Regions from separate parts of the Capra hircus genome. Here region 1 is linked to region 2. The links are chromatin contacts, called in public Hi-C maps. All regions are on one chromosome and are shown on one strand. Each heading gives the region's core, a stretch centred on a gene start, on an enhancer-like site or on the middle of the called end of the contact. The rest is flanking DNA. Distances are from core to core; before and after follow the strand shown. Region 1 holds the start of LOC102180073 (sialic acid-binding Ig-like lectin 14). Region 2 holds the start of IGLON5 (igLON family member 5).

Evidence for each region. A called contact is a pair of places that touch in the nucleus more often than the background predicts.
Region 1: a contact with region 2 is called in a Hi-C map of blood, with 5 times the contacts expected there. The contact joins the promoter of LOC102180073 here to the promoter of IGLON5 in region 2. A contact is called at or near these places in 2 of 5 Hi-C or Micro-C datasets (both in blood).

Annotation. Positions count from the first base shown.
Region 1 is chr18:58,679,902-58,686,126 of ARS1.2, reverse strand. LOC102180073 (sialic acid-binding Ig-like lectin 14) reads left to right here and starts at 1,384. Exons shown (of 6, transcript XM_018063202.1): 1 at 1,384-1,879; 2 at 2,109-2,381; 3 at 2,546-2,593; 4 at 4,038-4,283; 5 at 4,388-4,523; 6 at 4,779-5,881. The coding sequence starts at 1,384. The coding sequence ends at 4,794.
Region 2 is chr18:58,392,355-58,398,961 of ARS1.2, reverse strand. IGLON5 (igLON family member 5) reads right to left here and starts at 3,574. Exons shown (of 13, transcript XM_018063200.1): 1 at 3,493-3,574. The coding sequence starts at 3,574.

The DNA.
Region 1 (6,225 bases), core at 135-2,634, 290 kb before region 2:
ATCAAAGGAAATGGATGAGAGGCCAGAGAAGAAATTCAGGGCAGGCTTTATTGGGACTCCGAGGTGGGGTGAGCTGGTCCCTTAAATGGGATGGGGGTGGGTGGATCAGTGGGTGGGGCCAGAGGCGTGGTTGAGGTGGTCTGCCCATGCCTCTGTGGCGCTGCGTGCAGGGATCGGGCCCAGAACCCTGTTTTTGCTCCCTACACAGCAGAAGGGGCAGTTAGGTTTTGGTCTTTTTGTATCTTATTGCTCATGATTTGCACCAACTGCAGATGCATGGAGTTATTTTTAGTCCCTTATAGCTTCTTTTAGTTTGTCACTCTGGGAGACGTTTGTCCACGTACAAGCACTGCCATAAAGGGTCCTAGTTCCCAGTCTGTCTCAAGGGCAGGGTCTTGACCTTCCAGCCTAGCGATGCTTCTGCCCTCCCTGCTAATGACCAGGTAACCCCCGAAGGTAGGAGAGGTGGGGTGTGGGGCTGGCCCTGCTCTGCTCTCTGTCCCCCTAGACAGAGCCTGGGAGTGTGCAGAAGCTCTGTGTCCCCAAAGCCTTAGTTGACTGAACAAGTACCAGTGCCAGGTTCTGTCCTAAGCACATGACACACATGAACTCATTTAATCCACATCTCTGCTAGTTTCTCTGTTTTTCGGATGAGCAAACTGAGGCACAGAGAGGGGAAGTCACTCTGGGAAAGCTGAACAGGTGGCAGGTGAAGTGGCAGGTGTCTGGGTTCCCAACTGGGCACTCTATGCCCCCAGCTTCTGCATTCCAAACGCCCGGATGCTCAGGTCGGCTTTAACTGCCAACAGCAGGACCAGAATCTGAGCCTGCCTGGGACCAGGGCACTGATGGGGATGGGGACCCAATGCCAAGGGGTCAGGAGGCTCCAGGCTCACGGCGGGGACCGTATCTCAGGGGATCTAGACGCACTTGTGCATGAGATCTCAGCATCTCTCCTGGATCGGGGGCAGCCCTCCATCTCCTGGATGCTCAGCCTGGGCTCTTCTCCACACCTGATCATGAATTTGCTCCTGGACGTCCCAGGGGCTCTGATCGCCAGGGAGCTAGCCAGGTGACCCTCCACCGGTACCCGGGGTACCTTGGGAAAGAGCGGACAGCGACGGGGCCGTGGGAGTCTCCAGCCTCGTTTTAGGCTCATAGGTTGAAGGTGCAAATGGGAGAGATGGGGAAACGAGATTTCTCAGTCAGAAAGCCCCCACCTCGGGTCCATGGTACCTAACTTCCCCTTCCATGGTTCTAAAGAGCTGTCTCTCTGTCACCCTCTGGCTTCCTGTTGGAGCTTCCTCATTCCCTCCCCATATTCGAGACGCTTCGCTCCCCAACAGAGGGATCTGAACCGCCTCTGTGCTGGCGGATGCCGACATGGTGCCCTTGCTGCTGCTGCCCCTGCTGTGGGGGGGTGAGTGGTGGGGATGGGGGGAAGGGGACACGGCGTGGGGAGGGGCTGAAGCTGCCACTGAGCCTCTGGGTCCCCCAGGGTCCCTGCAGGAGCTTCTGGGGTTTGAGCTCCAAGTGCAGGAATCAGTGGCGGTGCAGGCGTGCATGGACGTCCGCGTGCCCTGCTCCTTCTCCTACCACTGGTATCCCTGGTATCCCTCTGTGGAACCCCTCATCTATTGGTTCCTGGAAGGGGACGGCCCACACAGTGATCCTGTGGCCACCAATGACCCAAAGAGACGAGAGAAGCCAGAGACACGGGGCCGATTCCGCCTCGTCGGGGACCCCAGCAACAATGACTGCTCCCTGAGCATCCAAGAGGCCAGGCTGAGCGACTCAGGAGTCTACTACTTGCGAGTGGAGAGAGGACGTAATGTGAAATACAGTTACAGAGAGAAGAAGCTGAATTTGCAGGTGACAGGTATGACAGGAGGCCCAGGAGAGGACCCTGGGGAGTGGGGACCTTCTTATTAGAATAGGAACAGGACATAGGACCACTCCCTGCCCCAGGTCTTGGGGTTTTAGGGTTCAGGAGAGACTCAGGACCGGGGGTGAGCTGTGGCTGTGAGGCACTGGTCCCTCTGAGGGTCCCTGTCTGGGTCCCCACACCCCGGGGGCCAGGCATCTCCCTCTCTTCTCCTCAACCTCAGCAGAGAAACCCAACATCCAGTTTCTGGAGCCTCTGGAGGCTGGCCGCCCCACAAAGTTGACCTGCAGCCTGTTGCTAGCCTGTGATGGGCGACACCCTCTCCTGTTCTCCTGGGTGGGAGACGCCCTTCACGGGATGGACCCAGGGACCCTCCACTCCTCGGAGCTCACCCTCACCCCGAGGCCCCAGGACCACAGCACCAACCTCACCTGTTGGGTGACACTCCAAGGATCGCAGGTGACCCTGGAGAGAACCGTCCGGCTTAACGTCTCCTGTGAGTGTGGAGGGGTGGCAGGGTCCCTGGGGGTTGTGTTGGCAGGAGGCGGGTGGCATCCCACATCCCTTTCCAGATGAGACTGGGGGAATAAAGCTCATCCTCTCAAGTGGCTTCTGGGGTGGCGCACCAATGCCTCCCTGCCTCTCCTGTTTTCCTCTCAGATGCTCCACGGTTGGTGACCACGAGAATATCTCAGGAAAGCTTCACAGGTAGGAAGGATGGTCTCTCCTCTGGGGCTGTGATGGGAGCAGGTCTCTGCCAACTCAGGGCTCAGGGCTTGCAGATGCGATGGTCCCTCACTCCTCAGGCCCCAGGCTCTACCTGTCCTCCTGTCTCCCCAAGGTCTCGCATCCATGGGCTGTTACTTTTGCCTGCTCCCTTTCCTTTTATTCTGTTTAAATTTTTAGTTTTAGCTGCGAGAAAACACACAGATCAAAGTTACCATCTTCACCACTTTTAAGGGTAGATCTCAGGAGGGTGAGGTCCACTGACCGTGCTGTGCAACCTGTCTGCAGAGCTCTTCCCGACTGGCAGGACTGGAACGCCAAACCCGCCAGACGCAGTGTCCCCGTCCCCTCCCGCTCCAGCCCCTGGCCACCAGCTTTCCACTGTTAGTGTCTGTGATTTGGACTACTCTAGTTCAGCTTTTTTTTTTTTTTTTTCAAGTTTCTGTCTGTCATCAACTCCTATGACAGGAACCCTCCTTCAGCTCTGATGTCATCATCTTTCAGAGGGATTCGTGTTCCCATTGCCCACAGCTCCACCCTGGACCCCATTCCAACCTCTCTTTACCTTCCTGGGTGGACTCCTCCCATCCCGAGTCTCCACTTGTTGTCATGCCCGCATCCTGACCGCCCCCCCGCCCCCGGCCCTGGTCCTGTCCCTACTCTGTCCATCCAGAGATGTTCTGCAGGTTTAAACACCTCTTGCTGATGCCTGTCAATTGCACCCTGACCCCACTTAACCGGGCTGTGGTTGGATGGCCCTCTACCCATCTCCCTTTCTCACCAGCTGCACCCATGTCTCAGGGACTCTGCAGAGCTTCACTGCTCAAATCACTTCGCCCTTTCCATGCCCTTGGCCCCGGAGCCAGCTGCAGTCTCGTCCTGGACCCTGGGCCACTGATCAGCTTCCTCCCTCAGCCTCCCGGCCTCCTGTCTCATGCGCAGTCCAGGCCCCACTTGCCCCAGCAGGGTCCTGTGGGTGTCGGCGCCAACGCTGAAGCTTCCCCTCCTCACAGGCTCCTACTGCTTGCCCGTCACCTTGGAGCAAAGCCCAGCGCTCTCAGCCCTGCTGTCAGGGCTCCAGCACCTCTGCCCCTCCCTTCTCTCTCCCACTCTTATCGTGTCTCTGTTGCTCCGGGTCCTCTCTCTCGCGAAGCAGACCACGTGCCTTTCTCCCCATCTCCCGGGCTCGCTCTCTCTTGGCACATCTTCCCGTCGGCTTCCCACCCACTTCTCTCCCTTCCATCCTCAGATCAGTTCCCATTTCTTCTGGGAGCCTGAAAAGACCACCAGGACTGTTGCCTCATCGGCCTCAGTGAGCTCATCCTTGGTCCTTGTCGCCTGGCTGTCTTTCTGCCTCCGGAAGTGGGCGGAGCGAGGGTGAGACAGCCCTTGGCTCCACCCACTCATCTGCGCATCTCTCACCCAGATCTGAATGGCACATCACTGCCCATCCTGGAGGGCCAGTTCCTGCGCCTGGTCTGTGTGGCCGACAGCAACCCCCCAGCCACGCTGAGCTGGCTCTGGGAGGGAAAACCCCTGAGTCCCTCCCAGCGCTCAGCCCCCGGGGTCCTGGAGATACCCCGTGTCGGGGTCGGAGATGGAGGGAAAGTCACCTGCCGAGCTCAGCACCCACTGGGCTCCCAGCAAGTTTCCTTCAGCCTCTCTGTGCAGAGTGAGTTGCAGGACAGGTGCTGGGGGGTGGGCAGCCTGGGCAGGTGTGTGCCTTTGGGAGGGCTGGGTCTGGGGACTGAGCTTCACCCACTCTCCCTTCCCCAGAAGGCCCCCCTCCCTGCAGCTGTGAGACTGAGGAGCAGCAGGGCTCCTGGCCCCTGGTCCTCACCCTGATCAGGGGGGCCCTCATGGGGGCTGGCTTCCTCCTCACCTATGGCCTCACCTGGACCTACTACACCAGGTGAGCACAGCTGGCCCCCTGCGGGGAAGTCCAGGGAATGTTCTCTGGAGTTGCCTGTGGGGCTTGGCGGTCCTGTCCTGCCTGCAGCTAAACTGTGTGACTCTCCAGGGACTTCCATGTCGGTTCAGTGGTTGAGCCTGTGAGTTTCCACTGCAGGGGGCAGGGGTGCGATCGGATCCCACCTGCCTTGAGGCAGAGCCCAGAATGAATGAAATGGGTCTGCTTCTCTGACCTGAGACTGTGTTGGCTCTGCAGGTGTGGCGGCCAGTAGGGAGCTGGGCTGAGGAGTGTGGCTGAGCCTCGCTCCCTGTCATGAAGAGATTCACCTGAGGATGCAGAGCCCAGAGGACAGACGTGGGGACATCACTGGGTGCTTCTCCCTGGAAACCCTCCAGTCAAACCCTGTGTTATTTGCATCCATGAGCTTTTATTTGTGGTGATGATTGTGTGACAACAGGAAGAGTCAGTTCCATTGAAAGGAGACTTTCTGACTTACCTCAGTATGAGATTATCCATGTTTTTCTATCAATAACTCATTGTTGGTTTTGCCATGGATTTTGTCTTGACAGTGGTATTTTATGTATGACTGTTCCTCCAGTTATGTATGAACCCTAAAGTATGATGACATGCATTTGTTTCCATGTTTGGCTCTTTCAACATATCGTTGATATGAATGTTGTGATGAAAATAGGAAGGCTAGCAAGTTTTCCTGGTGGGTATGGAACTGCTTTGTCATAAGTTTGGCATATATTTAGTTCTAGAAGGATCAAAGGGTTCTCTTGAGTGGTCAAGTGAATTTCCATCCCCCCATCATATTTGAGGGTTCTGAGCTGTTTGTAGCCTCAGCATCACTTGTATCAGCAGTAGGTTCGGTGTTCAGTCCTGCCTTCCACTGTGGCAGTGTCTCCTTACCTTTTTATTTCCTTTATAGCAATGTGATATTGAGCTATTTGAATATCTTCTTTTGTGAAATTCCTGTTTGAGTTTTTGCCCATTTAAAAATAAAAACTGGGCAATCTTTTTCTTATTGAGTCCTTTGTTCTGGGTATGATTTTTAAAATTAAAGTATAATTGATATATAATGTTGTGTTAGTGCCACAGTGTAGCAAAGTGATTCAGCTATATATGTATATTTCTCTCAGATTCACTTCCACGATCAGTTATTACAAGATACTGAGTAGAGTTCCCTGTGCTATACAGTCGGTCTTTGTTGGTTCCCTAGTTTATACACAGTTGTGTGTATATGTCAATCCCAACCTCCCCATTTATCCCTCCTTCTTTTAAAAGTGTTTATTTTTTTAAGAAACAAAGATGTAAACATATATCCAAATAAATATAAAGCCAATATTCGTTTGCTCTCACAACCTGTTCCTGGGAGTGTCTCAAATGTATATGTTTATTGTCATATTTAGGAAATCTTCATGAAATTTCTCCCTTAAAGGATAGTAACATTACAGGTTGTTTCCACACATGGCTCAAGCCCTTCCTGTGGCTTTGAAAACAAGGCTGTGAAGATTGTTGTTGTTGTTCAGTCTCTCAGTTGTGTCTGAATCTTGGTGAGACCTCATGGACTGCAGCAGGAGGGCTTCCGTGTCCTTCTCTATCTCCTGAGGCCTGCTCAAACTCACATCCATTGAGTCAGTGATGCCATCCAACCGTCTCGTCCTCTGTCGTCCCCTTCTCCTCCAGCCTTCTATCTTTC
Region 2 (6,607 bases), core at 2,325-4,824:
GAAGAGTAGGGGACAACAGAGGATGAGATGGTTGGATGGCATCACCGACTCAATTGACATGTGTTTGAGTAAACTCTGGGAGATGATGATGGACAGGGAGGTCTGGCATGCTGCAGTCCATGGGTCACAAAGAGTCGGACATTACTGAGTGACTGAACTGAACTGACTGACCCTCCTGTATGTTTTTGTTTTATTTGTAATTTTTATTTATTTTTGGCTGTGTTGGATTGTCACTGCTGAGCGTGCGCTTTCTCTAGTTATGGTGTGCAGGCTTCTCATTGCAGTGGCTCTTCTTGTTGCAAAGCACAGGCTCTAGAGTACACGGGCTCAGGAGTTGCGGTGCACAGGCTTAGTTGCCCTGTGGCATGTGGGATCTTCCTGGACCAGGGATTGAATCTTCATCCCCTACTTTGGCAGGCGGATTCTTAACCAGTGGATTACTAGGGAAGTCCTATATGTTCTTACTCTTTCAGATTTGTTTTGGTGGTGAAGTTAACAGTTCAAAAATAAAAACACCTATTTCCCTTCCTCCTTCTAGGGCTGGTCATGTGATATAGTTCTGGCCAATGGGCCAAGCACAAGAAAAACACTATTGAATTATTATCACCAAATAGAAGCCTATTCAACATTTACCCCCATTTTTTTTTCACCATCACAGTTGAGCTCTGAAGTTCTGCTTTTTGCATATAATACTAACTAATGAAATTTGAGAGCCTGGTTTTAAGAAAACACAAGTATTCATGATAAAGGAAACAGGATAGAATTTAAGATGTCCTGGTCCCCTGCAGCTATAGATCAAAAGATACTGTTTGTGTTATAAGAGGGTTCAAGGAGTCTGATCTGATATTGTGCAAAACTGAGGATGTTTATAAGAACATAATTTTTCTCCTCTGCAATATACAGTTTCCTATGAATATTCATGACTGTTACTGACTTGTTCTAGGCTGTTACAAATCCGCCCTTGGAAGAACAATTTAAATAAAGTGGTCTTATGAGACTCCAAAGACGTTAGAAATTATTACATGACTTCTGAAAATGATATCCAAATAAAATGGAATTCGGGCCAGTTGTCTTACTTAATCATTTCTTGCGCTGGTAACAGTAGGTTGTAATTGACACCTCTGTTTTCTTAGATTGTGTACCTATCTGTAGGATTGTACTCTCTTCTTCTCCCAAGTGGACAGTGCAAAATAAAAACCATGGACTCTGTTGTTATATTTATTGTTAAGCAAATATTGTGAGAGAGTTGCCTGCTTGAAATACCAAACATCTGAGGCTATCTGCTGGAGACTTTTGGGAAGTTCTGTTTATTTTTTTTTTATATTAGCGCCACTACTCTCTTCTCATTGCCTTTCTTCTTCTTTTCGCCTGGAATACAGATGAGATGCTGGAGGTCGAGCAGCCCCCTGGTAACCATGAGGAACCCTTACAGATCCAAACCACAGACTGAGGATATTCTTGATGGCAGCACAGGGATCCTGGTTCTCTGACAGCCTCGTGGAGCCACTATACCACCTGCATGGTTTACTACATGTTTCTCACTTGGTTACTGCTCTCAGCGGCAAACTGATGAAACACCCTACCAGGAAATCTACGCAAGAATGAGCTCCTTGAGGTAAGGCCCAACATCAGATATATCTTTGTGTCCTTCCCAGGGCTTAGAAAGGTTCCCTTCTGAAAAATATATTCCTTATTAGCCTTGAAATGTCTTTAGGATCTGTGATGACAGCCACTCTTCTGGTATTTGCAATTTGTGCCTTCTCTCGTCTCTCAATTAGCTTATGTAAGATCTATCGAGTTTACTGAATTTTTGTTTTTTTTCAAGAGCAAGATTTTGGTTTTAACTGATTTTTCTGTATTGCTTCTCTCTTTTTAATTGATTTCTGCTTTCTCTTATTTCCTTCCGTCTGCTTGTTTCAGGTTTAATTTGCCCTCTTTCTCCTCTCCCTCCCCACCTTCCTCCTCCTTCTTTTCTTAAAGTAACAGTCCTTCCCATGGATTTGAGGAGTTTTTCTCTAGTCTACAAGGGCTAGTCTAAGCACAGCTTTAGTGGCATCTTACAGCTGTTAATATGTTTTTAAAATACATTCAATTCTAAATATTTTCTAATTTCTTTTGTGCCATGGATTGAATTGTGTCCCCAAGAAGATATGCTACAGACTTATCCCTACATATCTATGAATGTGACCTAATTTGAAATAAGGTCTTTGCAGATTACCTGCGTAATCAGGTTAAGGGTGATTACACCACTACTGTCCAACACAACTAGTATCCCTATAAGAAGAGGGAAATTTCAATGCAGACAGACTTATCCAGGACACGTGGATAAGGCCATGAGAAGATGAGGGCCAAGGAACTAGAAGGAACTCCAAGGATTGCCAGTCACCATAAACTAAAAGAGAAGCAGGGAACAGATTCTCCCTCAGAAGGAAGCAACCCTGCCAGTGCCCTGATCTTGGACTTCTAGCCTCCAAAACTGTGTGAACATGGGTTTTATTGACCAGCACATAATGGTCCTTCAGACTTGAAAATTCTGATCTTGTCCAAGTCTCATTCCCTTCCTTGGACTTTAGCGCCTCCATGGGTTGTCTCCATGGGCAACATTTCTCCTCCCTCTAGACAATCATTTCCTTTTCCAAATTTACTTCCTTGTCAGGGGTTGGGCGAGTTCCAGCCTAGAGCTTCTTCAGCACACCACCATCTGGCTATTTGCTTGAAAACTGAGTATCCTCCTTGACCTTTGCTGAGTGCATCAAGTGAAGGACTGACTTACAGAAACGCTGACTGGAGGACCTACTTTCCAGAGGGATGACTTGTTGATTTAACACCCCACAAGGAGCCAGATGAACTGACAAATGGGATAACCTTGTACACAAAGACTGACTCTCGGGAAAATGACTAAGGTAGAGGAAAACTTAGCTGTTCTATAACCAGTTCATGAGGCGGCCTGAAAGTCCCCAAGCCTCACCAACACCCCATCACTGTGGAGGTCCCCCAGGGATTCCCACCCCACCTCCTCGTCCTCACCAAGCTCTGCTCGGCAGGAGGGCCAGGGAGCATGTAGGAGTCCATCCAGAGCCAGTGGGGCCTGATGATGCTTGTGGGAGCGGCTGGGACTCTGAGGAGCCGCGAAGGGGAACCGGGCGAGTCTCCACTGTCTGCGCCAGCCGGAAACAATTGAAGAACCATCCCTACTGGGCCCCTTGGGCTCCAGCGGCCCTTGGGAGAATCCTCTTTCTCAAGCAGGGGTTCTAGACCCCTGCTAGACCTTGAGACTCCAGATCTAATCAGCTTTAAGGACACTTCTCCTTCAAGCCAGTACATGTGGACAAGGAGGTGATGGGCAGATTGGAAGTCACTGATCAAGGATCAAAATGCCGAGTATGCTCCCCTTAGGGTCAATCAGAAGTCATCTTGGTACCCTCTTGTTTCCTGTCCTGTCATCAAGGCCTCTATCGTGAACAAAGCAAGACCCAGCTTTCATGCCCAAACCCGTCACTGACCTATTCCTGTAATAGGGGCGCAGCCGGTATGCCAGCAGTAAACTATGACCGTAGCGGTCCTGCTCAACCATTGGTCCTCACTGCAACAGGCCACGCCCCCCAAGTGAGCAACCGTTAGAAGTCCTGCCCAGCCATTGGTTGGAGCTGCAGTGGGCCCCTCCCGCAAGCCAGTGACCGTTAGCGACCGTTAGTGAGCCACCAGGTAGGGGTCCCTGTCAGTCCTTGGTTGGAATTGCAGTGGCACCCTCCCCTCCCCTTTCCCTGTATAGAAGGAACCTGGAATTCAGACTGATGGAAGATGTTTTTATCTGCCGCACTATCTGCCACTTCTTGGTCTGATATCTTCCTGATTAAAGTCCTTAGTACTTGCCCCAACAACTCCAGATTTGTTGGCCTGCCGTGTGGTGAGCAAAACAAGTTTGAGCTTGGTAACAACTCTGACCAAGCCACCCAGGAGTCTTGCTGCTGTGACCAGCGGCCTTGGTTGGGGAATTTTCAGGCAAGGTAAGGCCCTAGCAGCTGCCAGGAACACTTGCCCTGAGAATTTTCCTTTCAAAATTCCCTGAAGCAGCACCAGCTTGGCGGTTGAAGCAAGGAGTGGACATGTGGGAGTCATCGGGCTCCATGCAGTAGGGTAAGTGGCTTCGGTGTGTACAGCCGGGGATATTCTCCTTTCTCAATTCTGACTTTTCCTTAAGGGAAAAGCCAACTGGTTTGCATTTGATTGGGGTGCTTTGCTGGAGACCGGAACTGTTGACCTCTGACTCATGAACCGGTTGGTTTGCTTTTGTTTGCATTCATTCATGATGGAATCTGCTTGCCCTTTTGGTACCGGAGCATTTGCTTGTGGTTTTTGTGTTCTGTTGTTTTCTTAACATAAATGTGGGGAAAATATCATCTGTCCCTAAGGAAAGCCCTTTGGAGGCATATATATATATATATATATATATATATATTTTTTTTTAAATGGACAAAATATAGCTGTGAGTCTGTGACTAAGAAGGAGATGCTATTCTATTGTAATAGTGTGTGGCCCCATTATACATTAGGATCAAGAGAGTGATGACCCTTGAATGGCTCACTTCATTATTATACGATATTGCATTTAGAATTGTTTTGTGAAAGAGCAAGTGAAAATGATGAGATTCCATATGCAGAAGCGCTTACACTGTTGTATCAGGAGGAAAAGAAGTCAGGCAGCTGCTGCCTTATGGTACAGAGGTTTTGAAAGGAAAACCAGGGGGATATCTGTTTTACAAGAGAAAGAGGAAGAAAGTGAGACTGAGGACACATTATTTCAAAACTTAAACTCCCCTCTGGCCAACTTGGCTCCTCCACTGTCTGAATAGACTGCACTGACTGTTGTTCCAACCAACCCCATGTCGCCAACATATTTGTTCCTGTCAATACTTCCTGTTTCTCCTACTTACAGGGATCAGATAGAAGTTTCTATGTTAACCCGTGGAGCACAGGGGCTTGGTACTGTGTCTAAGACAGGACATCTAAGACAGGACAGCGTACCCCATTTGGATAGGGAGCCACTGCTGTGTGTACATGCTAATTCATTCAGGCACGTCTGGTTCTTTGTGACCCGAGGGACCGCTAGCCCACCAGACTCCTCTGTCCACGGGATTTCCTAAGCAAGAATACTGGAGTGGGTAGTCATTCCCTTCTCCAGGGGATCTTCCTGACTCAGGGATCAAACCCGTATCTCCTGCATTGCAGGCAGATTCTTAACCTGCTGAGCCATCGAGGAAGCCCATTTAGACCTGGAGCCACTTCTGTTGCTGCTGCTGCTGCTGCTGCTGCTAAGTCACTTCAGTCGTGTCCGACTCTGTGTGACCCCATAGACGGTAGCCTACCAGGCTCCCCCATCCCTGGGATTCTCCAGGCGAGAACACTGGAGTGGGTTGCCATTTCCTCCTCCAGTGCATGAAAGTGAAAGGGAAGTCGCTCAGTCTGGTCCGACTCTTCGCGACCCCATGGACTGCAGCCCACCAGGCTCCTCCATGGAGCCACTTCTAGAGCAGGGCAATTGCTTTTGCTGTGATATTCTTTAGGAGGTCTCAGTGCAAATGGTCAACCAGCTGAGTTTCTATCCTCAACTTCAGATTTGTTTAATTGGAAAAACCGTAACCCTGCTTATCGAGAGGACCCCCTCTGCATGACTGAACTTTTCACTTCTGTCTCTGTCACTCACCATCCCTCTTGCGCAGAACGTACGTTGGAGGGGGATGAAAGGAGGGTAGTCATTGACAAGGCTAGAGAGGAAGTGCACTAGCTCCATCTGGTGGATCCAGATGGAACTCCAGGAGCAAATCTGGTGGACGTTCCCACAGCTGAGCCTGACTGAAAGTGAAAGTAAAGTCGCTCAGTCCTGTCGGGACTCTTTGCGACCCCACGGACTGTAGCCTACCAGGCTCCTCTGTCCATGGGATTTTCCAGGCAAGAGTACTGGAGTGGATTGCCTGACTGGGATCCTAATAATGGAGAAAGGACGCACCTAGAGCATTATAGAAAGTGTATCTTAGCAGGTCTTTGAAAAGGAGTACCCAAACAAAATAGCTTAGATACAATTTAGGAGATATACCAAAACCCAATGATGATTCATCAGAGTTTCTAGAAAGAGAAACCACACTGATACAGGCCCTGAGGCCCCTGAAAATATGAGAATGGTACACATGACTTTAATTAGGCCAAGCACCCCAGATATAAGAAGCAAATCACAAAAGTTAAATGGTGCATTTGGAATGAACCCTTCGTAAGTGTTCAACAACAGGGAACAATGAGGAAGAAGCAAGGGGATACAAGACTGAAAGCCACTCACCTGGCTGCAGCAGAGGATTCCCAGAGACTAACCGGAATAGAGGAAAACAATAAAAGACAGATAGGAGCCTCTCATGTGGTAGAGAGAGAGAAGACTCTGATGACGCCCCAGGAACTCCAGGTAACTTTGACAGCGGGGACAAGCTGACTTTCTGATAGATACAGTGCAACATACTCTAGTAAACACCAAGATGGCCCAGAGAACATCTCAGCCCATCCCGGTCACAGGAGTTTCTGGAGAAGTGTAAAGCGGTTCTTTCTTACAACCTCTGGAATGC